Regions from separate parts of the Oryctolagus cuniculus genome. Here region 2 is linked to region 1. Evidence: chromatin contacts called from public Hi-C data. All regions are on one chromosome and are shown on one strand. Each heading gives the region's core, a stretch centred on a gene start, on an enhancer-like site or on the middle of the called end of the contact. The rest is flanking DNA. Distances are from core to core; before and after follow the strand shown. Region 1 overlaps ULK1 (unc-51 like autophagy activating kinase 1). Region 2 holds the start of MMP17 (matrix metallopeptidase 17).

The links. Hi-C and Micro-C count contacts between places; a contact is called where the count stands out from the background.
Region 2: a Hi-C map of an unstated tissue shows a contact between it and region 1, with 1.7 times the contacts expected there. The contact joins the promoter of MMP17 here to the enhancer-like site in region 1. A contact is called at or near these places in 2 of 6 Hi-C or Micro-C datasets (ear pinna and an unstated tissue).

Annotation. Positions count from the first base shown.
Region 1 is chr21:1,300,437-1,307,794 of mOryCun1.1, reverse strand. It overlaps ULK1 (unc-51 like autophagy activating kinase 1), which reads left to right. Exons shown (of 26, transcript XM_051829846.2): 2 at 509-541; 3 at 756-792; 4 at 3,069-3,242; 5 at 3,314-3,387; 6 at 3,809-3,910; 7 at 4,516-4,574; 8 at 4,653-4,735; 9 at 5,089-5,139; 10 at 5,449-5,537; 11 at 6,097-6,244; 12 at 7,076-7,136; 13 at 7,295-7,358. Among named protein-coding and RNA genes, the nearest start is that of ULK1, 12 kb to the left of the region's middle. Within about 2 kb of position 3,239, at least 1 of the 8 cell types and tissues checked has an H3K27ac peak or open chromatin away from gene starts, as enhancers often do. A contact at or near this core is called in ear pinna, where this site is marked.
Region 2 is chr21:1,341,537-1,349,366 of mOryCun1.1, reverse strand. MMP17 (matrix metallopeptidase 17) reads left to right here and starts at 2,286. Exons shown (of 10, transcript XM_070066272.1): 1 at 2,286-2,529. The coding sequence starts at 2,368. It overlaps LOC127488405 (a long non-coding RNA gene), which reads right to left and starts at 6,011. Exons shown (of 5, transcript XR_011385293.1): 1 at 5,413-6,011.

The DNA.
Region 1 (7,358 bases), core at 1,990-4,489:
GTAGGATGCTGCCCTGGCCCACCAGCGCTGGGGGCTTTCAGGCCCAGGGACCATAGCCAGACCCCCACGAGGCCTATCAGAGAGGCTGGATGCCTCTGTAATCTGTTGTTCCGGTTCGGGTTCTGGTTCCGGAGCTGGAACGGAGCAGTTCCCACTGCCTGAGGGTCGAGCCTGCCACACACCTGAACCCTTCCTGCTGGCTGGTCACCCGAGCCAGGAGTTGTCATGGCTAGGATGGAGGCCCCACCCTGCCGAGGCCTGCTGGCTCCAGCCCACCCCGTTGGTCTCTGTTCCTGCCCCTCAAGCCCGTTTTCCAAGTAGCCACAAGACACAGCCAACGCCACCTCCAGAGCCCACTGTCTCACGTGGGCTGCCTCCCGGCTGCTGAGCAGGCAAGCCCAGCACCATGGGCTGGCAGCCTGGTGGCCTGGCTTTGTCTACTCCCTGGGTGGTGCCCAGCGGGATCCGGAGGCACTTCCGCCTCTTACAGCCCTTCTCTGACCTGCAGGAAATGGCCAACTCTGTCTACCTGGTCATGGAGGTGAGTATCCTGCGACCCTACGGCTGCATGTCCACAGCACTGGGCACCAGAGGGGGGCTGTGGTGAGGGCCTGCGGAGGTGACGAGTGCCCACTGTTAGCGTCTTCGCCGGGGTTGCTGGGCACACTTGGGGATGAGCCTGGGGGTACCGGGCAGGGCTGGAAGGTCCATCCTGGGCCTCTGGCCACTTCCTGATGGGGTGTGCTCTCTTGCAGTACTGTAACGGCGGGGACCTGGCTGACTACCTGCACAGTGAGTGGGCCCTGAGGCTGCCGGGGGCTGTGGGTCACCCTGGTGCCACTTGGGAGGTGGCCTGGCCCCAGCTGCCCCTGGTGATTTGCTTGGGCTTTCTCTTCGCCCAGCACCCTGGGGTAGATGGAAGGGGGCCCTGGTGTTTCACGTCTTGTGATGCTGTCCACGAGCCGTCCCCACCAGCGGCTCTGGAGCAGCTCCCACCTGCCTGGGGAGGGCACTGTGCCCAGGGTTCTGTTCTCACAGCTTGGGGCAGGGGTTGGCGTGAGCCAGATGTGTAAGTGACGGTGTCGTGGGAGGGAGCGAGTGCCCTGGCAGGCAGCCATGCAGGGGGTGGGCCTGCAGTTTTCTGAGTGGTGGGGTTGAGTGTGTGGCCGGCTGGGCGCAGGGGACACAGCCACAGAGCAGGGAGGCTAAAGGGCAGGTGCCAGGAAGGACAGGTCAGGGACCCTGTGGGTAGGGGCTCAGACTGTCCAGGCTGGAGGTGCCAGCAGGGCCTTGGTGGTGGTGAGGGTATCTGGTTGGAGCTGGTGCAGACATGGTCAGAGATCATTCCAGGGGCTTGGCCCAAGCGTCTGGGAGGACAGAGTGACAGAACAGAGCAGGTTGATTGTCAACAACACAGACTGCCTGCCTGCGCCTGTGCGAAGCTGCTGTGTTCTCACGTGGCTAAAGGGACAGACACGTGCCCACGGGCCCTTACAAGGCAGTGGTCCTGTCGGCCTGTTTGCCTGCCATAGGGCCCCTCTGAGTCCATCGCTGTAGGACGAGGAGTCCACGTGGATTGGGGGGGCACATTTGCAGACCCGGCACCACTCAGGGGTGGGGAGTCCAGCAGGTTGGGGATCAGGAATCCAGGTCAGTGGGCAGGTGGGGCTCCAGAGCTGGCAGTGGGAGAGGAGGCAGTGCAGGCGGCCAGCAGAGAGCTCTTCCTTGCTGTGGTGTGCAGGGTGGGCCAGGGGCCAGGGTGAGGCTGCTGGCCCTCAGGCCCATGGCCCTGGGCACTCAGCTGCCAGCCACACCTGGCTGCCCACATGGCTACACCATGCTGGGCTCTGCCTGCTCACTGAGTGCTTTCTTCCCCCGTGGCTACCACGCTGCCTGCTGAGCCCTTGACCTTCAGTGACCAGGCGGTCCCTGGCCTGCCTCCAGGCTGCGCAGGTGTCAGGTTGGTCCCAGGCCAGCCGTGGGCGCCACCTGCCCTTGGAGAGGAGGAGCTTGGAGGCCCAGGGCACTTGTCCACAAGCTGGCATCGAGGTTAATGCTAACGCTGGCCACGCATCCATTCTTGTGCCTGTGTTGTGTGTGGGCCTGTGCCACGGCTGCCTCTCTGCTGTGGAAGCCTCCTTATTCCGGAGGAGGGGCTGGAGACCTGGGGCAGGTGTAGGGCACCCAGAACTGAGGCTGGGGTGAGCCTGACTCTGAAGAGGCCAGGAGTGGGCCCGGATAGTAGTGGGAGATCAGTGTGTGTCTCTGGGGCTGTTGGCCTCTGTGGTGTGTTGGTGTGTGTGTGTGTGAGAGAGAGAGAGACTGGGTCTGTAAGATGTGATGTGTGTGTGCTGTATGCTGTGTGACTGGGTCTGTGTGCCCTGTATCTCTGTGTGGTGTGTGTGTGTGTGTGTGTGTGTGTGTGAGACTGGGTCTGTGAGATGTGTATATCTGTATGTGTGTGACTGTGAGATATGTGTGTGTGTGTGCTGTATGCTGTGTGACTGGGTCTGCATGTCTGTGTGGCGTGGGGGGGCCTATGTCAGTTTCTCTGCCTGTCTCTGCTGCTGGCCCTTGTGTTTTCCTTGCAGCCCCCAGGGCTTGGCCGCTGGTGGCCTCTGCGAGCCCGAGCAGCTCCCTGCCTTGAGCCCATAGCTGTGCTGTGACCTTGGCCCTGCCCCAGGTTCATGGGTCCAGGCTTCTCTCACTGAAGGCCACAGTGGGCCTGGGCCCTGGGGACCCCTCCCCTCGCAGCGCGGCCATGCTGGTGTTTGCATGGGCAAGAGCAGGCTAGTTGGAGCCAGGGGCGGCCGTGACACGCCTTGGCGGACAGAGTACTGGCAGTTGGGCTGATGTCGGGGAGGGTGACAGCCGGAGGCCAGGGTGGAGGGCCTGCCTTGCCGGCTTGCAGGTCACGGGTGCACTTGGTCTCCCATGGTGACTGGTTTGTGGTGAAGGTCTGCCTGCTTCCTGCTGGGCGTGGGTCCCTGTGGCTGGGAGGACCAGGCCACACCCCTCTGGACTTGGGGTGTCCCGTGGGGCAGGCCTGAGTCCGCCTCTCCCCGCAGCCATGCGGACGCTGAGCGAGGACACCATCCGGCTGTTCCTGCAGCAGATCGCCGGCGCCATGCGGCTGCTGCACAGCAAAGGCATCATCCACCGCGACCTGAAGCCCCAGAACATCCTGCTGGCCAACCCCGGAGGGCGCCGCGCCAACCCCAGCAACATCCGCGTCAAGATCGGTGAGGCCCCGGCGCGGGCGCGGGCGCGTGCCGGCCTGGGCTCCCGCCTGCTCACCGTGTCTCTCCCGCAGCTGACTTCGGGTTCGCGCGCTACCTCCAGAGCAACATGATGGCGGCCACGCTCTGCGGCTCCCCCATGTACATGGTACGTGGCCCTGGCACGCAAGCCCACGAGGCCACAGCAGAGCCCTTCTGTGGCCTCACTGCAGCCGGCAGTGTGGGCTGAACTTGTTTCCTGTGCGCCTGCTCTGATGGGTGGGTGCCTGACTGGTGCTTGAGCGTTGCCTGCTCTAATTGGCTGCTGCCAACAGGTGTCTTAATCGTTGTGGGGCATGACTGGCATCTGCTCTGATTAGCTGGTAACTTGGCTGCCGTTTGCTCTAATTGGTTGGAGACTGGCAGGTGTCTGCTCTGATTGGCTGGTGCTTGGCTGATGTCTGCTCTGATTGGTTAGTCTGGTGGGTCTCTGTTCGGATTGGCTGCTGTGTGGCTGGCACCTGCTCCTTGGTCAGTGTGTGAGGTGTCTGCTGTTGGCTGTGGCGCTGAGCTGTTTCTCACACCCACAGGCCCCCGAGGTGATCATGTCCCAGCACTACGATGGGAAGGCAGACCTGTGGAGTATCGGCACCATCGTTTACCAGTGCCTGACGGGGAAGGCGCCCTTCCAGGTGTGTGGGACCACAGATGGGAGTCCTGGTTAGGGACAGTGAGGGTGTGGGTAAGTGGGCAGGACCAGCCCCAAGGCAGTGTCCCCCATGGGCCTAGTCCCCACTGGTCAGCCCACCTCATGTGTGCACATGGGGGAACAGGCTGCTGGCCCCCACCTCCCTTCCCAGTGGCCCTAGCCCCCTGCATGGGGGGATTGCCCTGAGCCCGAGAGGACCCAGACCTGCTTCCTGCAGGGGCCCTGTACTGGCCATGGCCCATTCTGACTGCCCTCTGTGGTCCTGGATGTGAGCCCTCGAGGCTCTTGGCCAGGTCTCCAGCAGGCACCACTGTCCCAGGCTCCTTTCTGGGGCGGGATACCCATCAGTCGTGAAAAGCAGCCAAGCACTGGCGCCAGACCCCTGCTGCCTTGGGTGGCAGGGAGGCGTGATGCCTCCCTCTGGCCCACCTGGCCGCCCTACGTGGCGGGGGTGGGGCTGGGAGGGGAGATGTGGAGGCAGCGTGGCAGCTGAGGGCCGCTGGAGACCAGACCATGGTCCTGCTCATCTACAGCGTGGTGGGAGGTGGGCCGGGGCCGCTGGGGTGCTGAAGCTGTGCTCCCCACCAGGCCAGCAGCCCCCAGGACCTCCGCCTGTTCTACGAGAAGAACAAGACGCTGGTCCCCACGTAAGCACCCGCCCCGCTCCCGTGGAGGGCTCTGTTCCCAGGCTCCCTGCTGAGCCCTGCCTTGTCCTGATCCCTCAGCATCCCCCGCGAGACCTCAGCCCCCCTCAGGCAGCTGCTCCTGGCCCTGCTGCAGCGCAACCATAAAGAGCGCATGGACTTCGGTGAGTGCAGGCCCCAGGCGGCCGTAGCCGACAGGCGCCCCTCTGCCTCAGCCGTCTGCAGCACTTGCTTGTCTGGGCGGGGGCCCACCTGGCTTGGTCCCATGCACCTGCGCCCCCAGCCTGGGCACTGGGTGAGCAGTGGGCCATGGGCCGGGTGCCCTGGTGTCCGGGGTGCCCGGGCTTCTCCCAGCAGCAAGGCTGAAACCTGGCTTGGGTGGGGCCAGCGCTGGGAACACCTGCATTGGTGGGCGAGGCGGGGTGCCATGGAGACAGGTGCCAAAGCCCGCTGGAGCTCCGGCCAGCCCCCTGCCGCCCAGGCGGGGCCCCTCTGAGGCGCCGCTGCTTCTCCGCAGATGAGTTCTTCCATCACCCTTTCCTCGACGCCAGCGCCTCGGTCAAGAAGTGTGAGTCCTGTGTGGGCCGTGTGGCCTGTACCCTTCCTGCCTCGGCATCTGGACCCACCCGCCACGTGCTGGACTGGGGAGGGTGGGCCCCAAGCCCATGGGGTGTCCTGGGGGCGGTGGGGGGAGGGCTGTGCCGCCTGGGGACAGCTGCCAGCTGGTTTCGTGGTGGTGGCAGTGACGTGGAGGGGCCGCCGAGGGTTGGTGCAGATCCGGTACTCACGCTCAACCTCCGGGGCAGTGCAGGCCCCGCGCACAGGCGGGCTGGGGGTCGGAGAAGGCCTGCAGACTGACGGCAGCTCCCCCTCCCAGCCCCGCCCGTGCCTGTGCCCTCGTACCCAAGCTCAGGGTCTGGCAGCAGCTCCAGCAGCAGCTGCACCTCCCATCTGGCTTCCCCACCGGTGAGTCCCCCTGCTCGCTGGCTTTCGTGGCAGCGCTCGCTCCGTGTGCGTGGGTGCTGGCCTGCCTGTGGGAGGGGCTGGTTCCTGGGGCCTCCCCCGTTGGCACCTGTGCTCCAGCTCCCCTCGTCTGCTGGGGAGCAGTGGCCCGCCTTGGGGTGACTCGAAGGGTGGGGTCTGTACACGGGCCTGTGCCTGGGAAAGGCTCCGTGGTCTCTGCACTGTGCCTGGGTCTGAGCTAAGAGACGGCTGAGATGTGGGGGTGTGGCCCTCGGCAGAGCTGCCCTGGAGCAGTGGCTGGACCTGCTTCTGGGACCTGGGCCTCACTCTCGGTGTCCTGAGTGCCTAGTGCAGCACTGGCCGTGCGGCAGGGCCGCCGACATGGCCAGGGGACAGGAAGCTACCATCCCCAAACTGGCATCCCGTGGGTTAGGTGAGCGTCCCTGTGAGGTCAGGGCCAGATGGCCGTCTTCCTGGGAAGTGCACTGGGCCCTGGGCTTCCTGAGGCCGAGAAGAGGCAGAAGTCACCCCTCAAACTCACTGGCTCCGTCCTGACCCCCAGTCCCTGGGGGAGATGCCCCCGTTACAGAAGACGCTCACCTCCCCGGCTGCGGCTGCCGGCTTCCTGCATGGCTCGCGCGACTCAGGGGGCAGCAGCAAGGACTCCTGCGACACAGACGACTTCGTCATGGTCCCCGCCCAGTTTCCAGGTCAGGGCCCTGCGGGGGGCAGACACGCTCCAGGTGCTTGGGGGGGGGTGCAGCAGGCATGTTGGATGGACCCCACACATGTGTGCGCATGTTGCATGTGCGCCGTGCAGACCCCGTGTCTGCTATGGACAGTCAGGAGCTTTGTGTGGCCTGCCTGTGCCTGCTCAGGCCAAACCCTGCTGGAGTCAGCAGTGGTCAGCAGATGGTCTCTGGCCTGTGCGGGGCCTGCTCCTGCTGCTCCCACAGACTGGCCCTCAGCTCAGCTGGCTCGGTCCGCAGTGCCCCCATCTGCCCTCCCCGGTCACTGCTGTGCGTTTGGACCTGCCCTCCTCAGAGTGACCGGGGCCACAACAGCTGTCCTGACCCTGTGCTCTGAGCCTTCCGTCTGTCCCCAGCCACCCGAGACCTCAAGGCTCGGCCCCTGGGCGTGCACAGGCTACGCAGTGGCAATGAGGGTGGCGAGTTCCAAGCCCAGCCTCAGGCAGAGAGGAAGAGGGTTCCTGATGGGGCCGGGCCACAGGGCAGCCACTTCAGGGGCAGGAACCTGGGTGTTCTGAGTGGGGTGGGACCAGAGGGGGGCTGTGGTCACCCCTCCTGGAGTTGGCCAGTCTGTTGGGTGTGAACAAGAGAAGGGACATGGTGCCCTGTGTGGGGCAGGCCAGTGTAGCCAGGACCTTACCGCCTGTGCTGTGTGCCCCATGTGACACGTGTGAGCCAGTGGCCTCCCTACCAGGAGTCCCCCCCCACCTGAGGAGAGGACCTGTGGACCCAAGTGTGGGGCGCTCAGGGAGTGCAGCAGATGGCCAGGGCAGACGTGCGCTTCTTCCACAGGTGACCTGGTGGCTGAGGCGGCTGGTGCCAAGCCCCTGCCGGACAGCCTGCTGTACAGTGGGTGAGCCCCTAGCCCTCTGTTTAGGGCAAGGGAGGGTGATCTTCAGGGGCTGGGGTCGGAGGTTTGGGAAGGACACAGGTGCCACACTCGGGACAGGGGATGTTCCAGGTCTGAGTGCTCGGCCTGAAGACGCCCCTCTCTGTCCCTTCCGTCCCCAGGAGCTCGCTGGTGGCCTCTGCTGGCCTGGACAGCCACGGCCGGACTCCTTCTCCATCCCCCCCA
Region 2 (7,830 bases), core at 1,037-3,536, 43 kb before region 1:
CCCCCCTCAGACCCCGACCCCCTCAGACCCCGACCCCCCTCAGACCCCGACCCCCTCAGACCCCAACCCCCTCAGACCCCATCCCCTCCTCAGACCCCAACCCTCCTCAGACCCCGACCCCCTCAGACCCCATCCCCCCTCAGACCCCGACCCCCTCAGACCCCGACCCCCTCAGACCCCGATCCCCTCAGACCCCGACCCCCTCAGACCCCATCCCCCCTCACACCCCATCCCCCTCAGACCCCATCCCCTCCTCAGACCCCAACCCCCCTCAGACCCCAACCCCCTCAGACCCCAACCCCCTCAGACCCCATCCCCCCTCAGACCCCAACCCCCCTCAGACCCCAACCCCCTCAGACCCCGACCCCCCTCAGACCCCGACCCCCTCAGACCCCGACCCCCTCAGACCCCATCCCCTCCTCAGACCCCAACCCCCTCAGACCCCATCCCCCCTCACACCCCATCCCCCTCAGACCCCAACCCCCCTCAGACCCCGACCCCCTCAGACCCCGACCCCCTCAGACCCCAACCCCCCTCAGACCCCGACCCCCCTCAGACCCCATCCCCTCAGACTCCAACCCCCTCAGACCCCGACCCCCTCACACCCCGACCCCCTCAGACCCCGACCCCCTCAGACCCCATCCCCCCTTAGACCCCATCCCCCTCAGACCCCGACCCCTTCAGACCCCGACCCCCTCAGACCCCGACCCCCTCAGACCCCATCCCCCCTCAGACCCCGACCCCCTCAGACCCCAACCCCCCTCAGACCCCGACCCCCTCAGACCCCGACCCCTTCAGACCCCGACCCCCTCAGACCCCATCCCCTCCTCAGACCCCAACCCCCCTCACACCCCATCCCCCTCAGACCCCAACCCCCCTCAGACCCCGACCCCCTCAGACCCCGACCCCCTCAGACCCCAACCCCCTCAGACCCCATCCCCCCTCAGACCCCGACCCCCTCAGACCCCAACCCCCCTCAGACCCCGACCCCCTCAGACCCCGACCCCCTCAGACCCCGACCCCCTCACACCCCGACCCCCTCAGACCCCGACCCCCTCAGACCCCGACCCCCTCAGACCCCATCCCCCCTTAGACCCCATCCCCCTCAGACCCCGACCCCCTCAGACCCCATCCCCCCTCAGACCCCGACCCCCTCAGACCCCGACCCCCTCAGACCGCAACCCCCCTCAGACCGCAACCCCCTCAGACCCCGACCCCCTCAGACCCCAACCCCCTCAGACCCCAACCCCCTCAGACCCCGACCCCCTCAGACCCCAACCCCCCTCAGACCCCGACCCCCTCAGACCCCATCCCCTCAGACCCCAACCCCCTCAGACCCCGACCCCCTCAGACCCCAACCCCCTCAGACCCCATCCCCCCTCAGACCCCGACCCCCTCAGACCCCATCCCCCCTCAGACCGCAACCCCCCTCAGACCGCAACCCCCTCAGACCCCGACCCCCTCAGACCCCAACCCCCTCAGACCCCATCCCCCCTCAGACCCCGACCCCCTCAGACCCCAACCCCCTCAGACCCCAACCCCCTCAGACCCCATCCCCCCTCAGACCCCATCCCCCCTCAGACCCCGACCCCCTCAGACCCCATCCCCCCTCAGACCCCGACCCCCTCAGACCCCAACCCCCTCAGACCCCGACCCCCTCAGACCCCGACCCCCTCAGACCCCATCCCCCCTCAGACCCCGACCCCCTCAGACCCCAACCCCCTCAGACCCCATCCCCCCTCAGACCCCGACCCCCTCAGACCCCAACCCCCCTCAGACCCCATCCCCCCTCAGACCCCGACCCCCTCAGACCCCATCCTCTTCTCAGACCTCGAGGGCTCCTCGGACCCTGACCCCCCTGACTCCTCCTCAGACCCCTCCTCGTATCCTCTCTTTCCCTCAGACCCCGACCCCCTCAGACCCCATCCCCCCTCAGACCCCGACCCTGCGCAGACCCCGACCCCGCAGACCCCATCTTCAGCCCCCGCCCCGGCCCCGCCCTCTCCCGCGGTGCGCGGGCTCCATCCAGCGTCTGCCTGGCGCGCTGCGGCGGCCGCGGCGGGGTCCGGGATAACCGCGGCCACAGCCCCCGCCCGGGTGGAGACCCTCACACACCCGTCCGCTTCCTGCTCTGCCGAGTCCCGCAGGCCGCGGAGGGGCTGCCGGGCGGGGATTCCCGCGTCCCCGGCGTGGTCCCTTTAAGGAGGCGGCGGGCGCGCCTTGCATTAGCATATCTTAGCATATATTAGCCTGGCTCCGCCCCAGGGCGGGCCAGTCGCGCGGGGTGCTGAGAGCCGGGCGCGGGGCGCGGGCGCGGAGCGGGGGTCGGGCGCGCAGCCTCTCCCGCAGCCGGGGCCCTCGAGCGGGATGGGGCGCCGCGCCGCCCGCGGTCCCGGCCCGCCCGCGCCGTTGCTGCCGCCGCCGCCGCCGCCGCTGCTGCCGCTGCTGCCGCTGCTGCTGCTGCTGCTGGGAGGCCGCGGCGGCCGCTCGGCGCCCGCGCCCCGCGCGGAGGACCTCAGCCTGGGAGCGGTGAGTGCGCGGCGGGAGCGCGGCGGGCCCTGGTCCTGCGCCCGTGCCCCGGGCTGGGCCGCCGAAGCGCGCGCGGGGCGGTCTCGTGCCGGGTGGCCGTCGCCCGCGGGTCCCGCGTGGGCACAGCCTGAGCGGGCTGCGCGCGGGGGCGCCTCTCCCGGTGCCGCCGAGCTCCGCCGCCCCCCGGACCCGCTCGGTCCAGCCCTGGGCCCTTCCCACGCGCCGCTGGCTGCGCGGGCGGCGGCCCCGAGGCTGGGCTCAGACGTGGTGGTCTCGGGCTCTGCACCGGGGGGCGCCGAATCCAGGTCGCAGCCGGGAGCTCGGAGCGGGCGCCGCGGTGGCTTCGTGGACCCCGTGTCCGCGTGGCTTGGCCCGCAGGGTCCGGAGGGCACCGCACGCCGGCACCTGGGGGCCCCTACATCGGGCCGTCTGTGGCGCGGAACCCGGGTCACCCCAGCCGGAGCCCCCGCCAGCCGAGTGGGCTGCTGAGCCGCGGCGCGCGGGAACTTCCTCGCCGCCCGCCCGCCCTCCGCGGGAGAGGGGCCGGCGCAGACCCGCGCCCCGCCGGCCTCGGGCGCCCCGGCCACCCCTCCCTCGGCCCGGGCGTGCGGCGAGGTGCAGCCGCCCGCGGGCCCCGGGACGGCGGCTCAGCGGCCGCTGCTCCCGAGCGGCGGTGCCGGGCGCCCTCTGCCGGCCGTCGGGAGCGCGCGCGAGCGGCAAGCAGGGTCCCGAGACCGGGGCGAGGGCTCCCGTGCGCCCCGCCCCGCTGCCCTGGGGCCGCTGCCTCCGGCCGGCCCGGGAGGAGAAGGGCCCCTTTGTGAGTGCGGCCCGGCCTCTGCGGGTAGCAGCCCACCCCGGGAGCCGCGCACAAAGCCTGGATTGAGGCCTCCCGCCTGGAGGGGTGGGGGGGTGGGGGGCTTCCAGGAGGCGCTGGACAAAGCCCCTCGCTGGGCCTTGAGCCGCCGGCCTCCAGTTTGCTGAGCCGGCGGTGCCTGAGTTGGAAGGGGTCCGAAAGGGGCTGCCTCCCCTCTTGGCCCTGAGCGCCTCCCGGGCGTGCACAGCAGGAGGAGGGCGTATGGGGTCCCTGTTCCCACGCAGATGGTGCCGGCTGCCCACTGTCTGTGCTCTCCCAAGCTTCTGTCCTGGCCACATCCACCCGAAGCTGGAGCCGCCTGGTCTCCCGGTCACCACGTCGCACTCCACTGCCCAGCGGCCACCTCATGGGGCCTGGCCCAGGCGAGGACGGAGGGTCGTTCCCAATAGCATGGGGACCAGGAGCCCTGGTCACAGCCGGGCAGCGAGCGTGAGGGATCCGGGTCTGGATGGGACCCCCGGGGCAGGTGCTGGTGACATGGGGGTGAGCCGTTTTCTAAAGTTCCCAGCAACGCCATCTGGGCAGGCGCCAGGGCTCCTACGACCCCCACCCAGAGGTGAGATCGGGCTGGCCGTGCAGGGGTGGCCTTGGAGGCCCGAGGGCGTGCGCGGGGCCAGAGAGTGGTGGCTGGAGCACCTGAGGGCGCCTGGTGGCCCCCTCCCGGGTCAGCCTCCTCATCCTGTCCTCCGTGGCCGCCTGTGGGTCCTTCAGCCCTCAGGAACAGCACCCAGGCAAAGCTGAGCCCCCGTGCACCCCCTGAGGAAATCAGCCGCGAGCCCTGGACTGAAACTGAGTGTCCGCGAGTCCCTGGCTCCGTGGTCCCTCCATGGCTGTCCTGGTGGCTTCAGAAGTGTCCTGCCCCCGACCCCAGGCAGCAGGTCTGAGTGCCAGGGCTCGGTCCCCCGGGTGGAGCACGGAGCCCTGAGAAGAGGCTGGCGCGGCTTGCTGGGCCGTACTCCTGAGGCTCGTGCCGGGCTGGTGCGGAGGGGTTTGGGGGGTCTCGGCAAAGCAGGGTGCTGCCCACCATGGGGCCTCCCTGGGGGTTTCCAGGGGTGCTCTGGGGATGCCTGTCTGTGGATGGTGGATCTCAGCTTCCCGTAAGACTCGACTGGGGGCCGTGGGTGTGGGTGTGGGGTGTGTGCCGGGCACACTGCCCACACGCACTGCGAGCCTGCTGACCACCCTCCCTGGCAGTGGTGGGGCACAGGGGGTCTGGGCAGGGCCTGCTCCTTTCCTGGCCCCAGGGTCCACACCACCTGGATGCCTGCTTCTCCCACCCCCACCCGTGCGCCAGGTCACCGGCTTCTTCCTGTTGCCTGGGCATCCCAGGCTGCTCCTGCCTCCCGGCCCTTGCACTCGCTGTTCTTTGTGCTGCTTCTCTTCCTGTGTCTGCCCGCCCCTGCCCAAGATGCTCCGAGCGCTCGCTTGATCAGCACCCCCCACAGCCTAGCGGGTACGGGGTAGGCCCTGGACCCTGTGAGCCGGGGATCCTGACACAGCTGTTCCTGCTGGCCATGGACTGTGGGTCAGCGTCCCAGCCTGTTTCCTCCTGTGCACAGTGCCTGCGCCATAGGTTAACTTCCCAGTTACTCACTGCACCTGCCAAGCACCGAGTCGGGCAGGGCGTGGGAGGGGCCTTAACTGGAGCTGTTGGGGTTGCCCAACTGTGGGCATCTTTCCTCACACAGTGACCGTCCAGGACCCACGTATTTGCTTGGTCACCGTTTGTCATTTGTCTTCGCTGAGCACTGTCCACTGCCAAACGAATGGCTGGACGGGTCCAGCTCCCAGCACAGGGAGTGCTCAGGACCGGCAGGGGGACCCTGAGAGGCGTCCGGGAGTCTCCCCCAGGGGAAGGTGGGTGCAGGGCACCCAGCACCCTTCCTCTGCCCCCTGGAGGGGCTGAGTGGGTCAGACACAGGTGCTGGAGCCGGACCACAGCTCTGGCCCTGACCGCGTGCTGTGTGACACAGGCAGGGTACCCAACTCTTTGGGCTTCAGTTCCTTACCTGTGAGTGGAGGTCAAGGTAACACTGCCCACCTGGGGGTGAGAGGGGCTTGAGTGTGCGAGGAGTGGCCGAGGCCTCTGCAGTGAGGTCATTAGCAGGGCCCAGGGAAGGCGGGACGTCCTGCCTGCCCGCTGACCTCCTCTTGGCCAGGGCTGCGAGAGTGCAGATGCAGCCCCTGCCCCGCTGTAGTCTCTGAGCCTCGGTTTTCCTGTCTGTGAGATGGGGCTGCTGGCACCGGGCCCCAGGAGTGAGAGGTGGGCCGTCAGCTCAGCCACAGCTCGCTGGGTCAGGGCGGGTGGCTGACCGCACTCTGCAGGACTGAAAATCTTCCTCAGGGATTCCACAGCGCCCTGCCTGGGGAGAGCCGCAGGAAGACGCACGTTGTGGCAAAGGGTGACAAACTTTCCAGGGCTGGGGTGGGCTGCGGGCGCCGCTTGTCTGTGTGTGGCAGGCTCTGCCTCTGCTCAGGTCCCCGACCGTCCTCGGGAGGAGCAGGAGGGCAGCTGTGGGGACTGCCACCAGCCTGGGGAGGCTGCTGCGGGGCTGGGGCTCTGTGCCCACCCCCTCCCCAGTGGCCTTCTGGAAGGTTCACCCCAGCGCTGCTGCAGCTCCGCCTTCCACAGCCTCCGTTGCCCTGGAGACAGCGGTCTCCGTGGCGACAGCGGGGGGGGGGCCCAAGGGTGGGTGGGTAGGAAGCAGGCAGAGGAGGACTGGGTCCCCGGTCTGCTGCCATCCGCAGCAGCAGGGATTGGGGTAGGTATTGGGGTGAGGATGGGGACACCTGGAAGGAGGGGGGGTCTGTGTCCCCGGGGGGTCTTCCTGCCCCAGGCCCCACGGTGGTGGAGGGAGGGGCTCGTCCACCCCGGTGGTGAGGGTGGGGTGCTGGGGGTGGGCCCGGCAGGTGCTGGCTACGCTGGCTTCTGTGCAACCTTCGTTCCTCCGGGCCCGGCTTCTCCCGCTGGCTGACGCTCCCGCCTCGCCAGCCCATTAGCCCTGTTTGACATTTCCAAATGGATCTGCTACGGGGCCGTGACCACACGCCCTGGACTTCGGGAGCCTGCCTCCCTCCTGGAGGCTCAGCCGGGGCGATTGCTCCTCCCAGCAGGGTCTGGGAGAACGGGAAGGAGCCGGCTGGGCTGGGGCACCTCGTGGACTTGAAGGCCCAGCAAGGCAGCTGGCCCCCCTCTGTGGCCTGCAGCTGCTAATGTCCCCTGAACCCGTCGGGGCTTGTGCTGCTGTCAGACACCTCCCTGGGGTTCCCCTAGCGAGCTGGGGCGCTGATTGTAGCCTCCCATTCTGGCCGAGTCCCACCGCAGGCCTGTGTGCTGGGCCCCGGAGGGGAAGGGCACGAGTCCAGGCTGGGTGGTGCTGGTGGCATGGGAGGGGTCTGCCCTGTCCGGGACTGATGGTGCAGCTCCTCCCCAAGCCCAGACCTGTGGGACAGGCACCAGGCCAGCCCTGGAGTTGGTCCCATTCTGTGCTCCAACTCCAGCAGGTGCTGTGAACTCCGTGCTCCCAGGGCCAGGCAGGAACCAGTGGCCTTGACCTTGAAGCCCAGCCCTGGAGACTAGAGGGTCACAGGCAGCCCCTGAAACCCAGGCCTGGCCCTTGTCCTGCAGGTTGCGGCCCGGGCTGGCCTCACACCTGCAGCTACCGCCACCTGCCTTCACCTCATTGCCGGTGGGGCCCAGGCTCCGCCAGGAATGCTGTGCCTTCCGCCTCTGGGAGTCCCTCAAGCAGGGGCTGTCCCCGCTGCTATCCCAGTTCACAGGCCACAAAGGCCCTGGAGGCAGCTGGCCTGGGTAGGAGAGGGGCACGCTTCTGTGAGCCATTCCTTGGAGAGCGGGGAGGGAGCTTGTCTTCATGGGTCATCATGTGTGGTCTGAGGAAACTCCAGAGGGCTTCCTGGAGGAAGTGACAGATGGCCCTACAGCCTAAACCTGAGCTTAACTAAAGACTAAGAAATGTGGGTATGCATTTGTGTGTTTCCTGATGTTTGAAAAGACTTCAGAATCAAGAATTTTAAATGTTTGTAAAAATTGTTTTGCAAAAATATGCATAGGTGAAATGTTTGTGAGACTACTTTTTTTTTTAAAGATTTATTTATTTATTTGAAAGCCAGAGTTACAGGAAGAGAGGGAGAGACAGAGATTTTCCATCCTCTGGTTCACTCCCCAGATGGCCACCATGGCCAGAGCTGGGCCGTGCTGAAGCCAGGAGGCAGGCGCTTCTTCCAGGTCTCCCATGTGGGTGCAGGGGCCCAAGCACTTGGGCCATCTTCACTGCTTTTCCAGGCACACTGGCAGGGAGCTGGATCGGAAGTGGAGCAGCCAGGACTCAAACCAGCGTCCGTATGGGATGCCAGTGTTGCAAGTGTGGCTTTACCCGCTCCGCCACAGTGCTGGCCCTCAGGCTGCC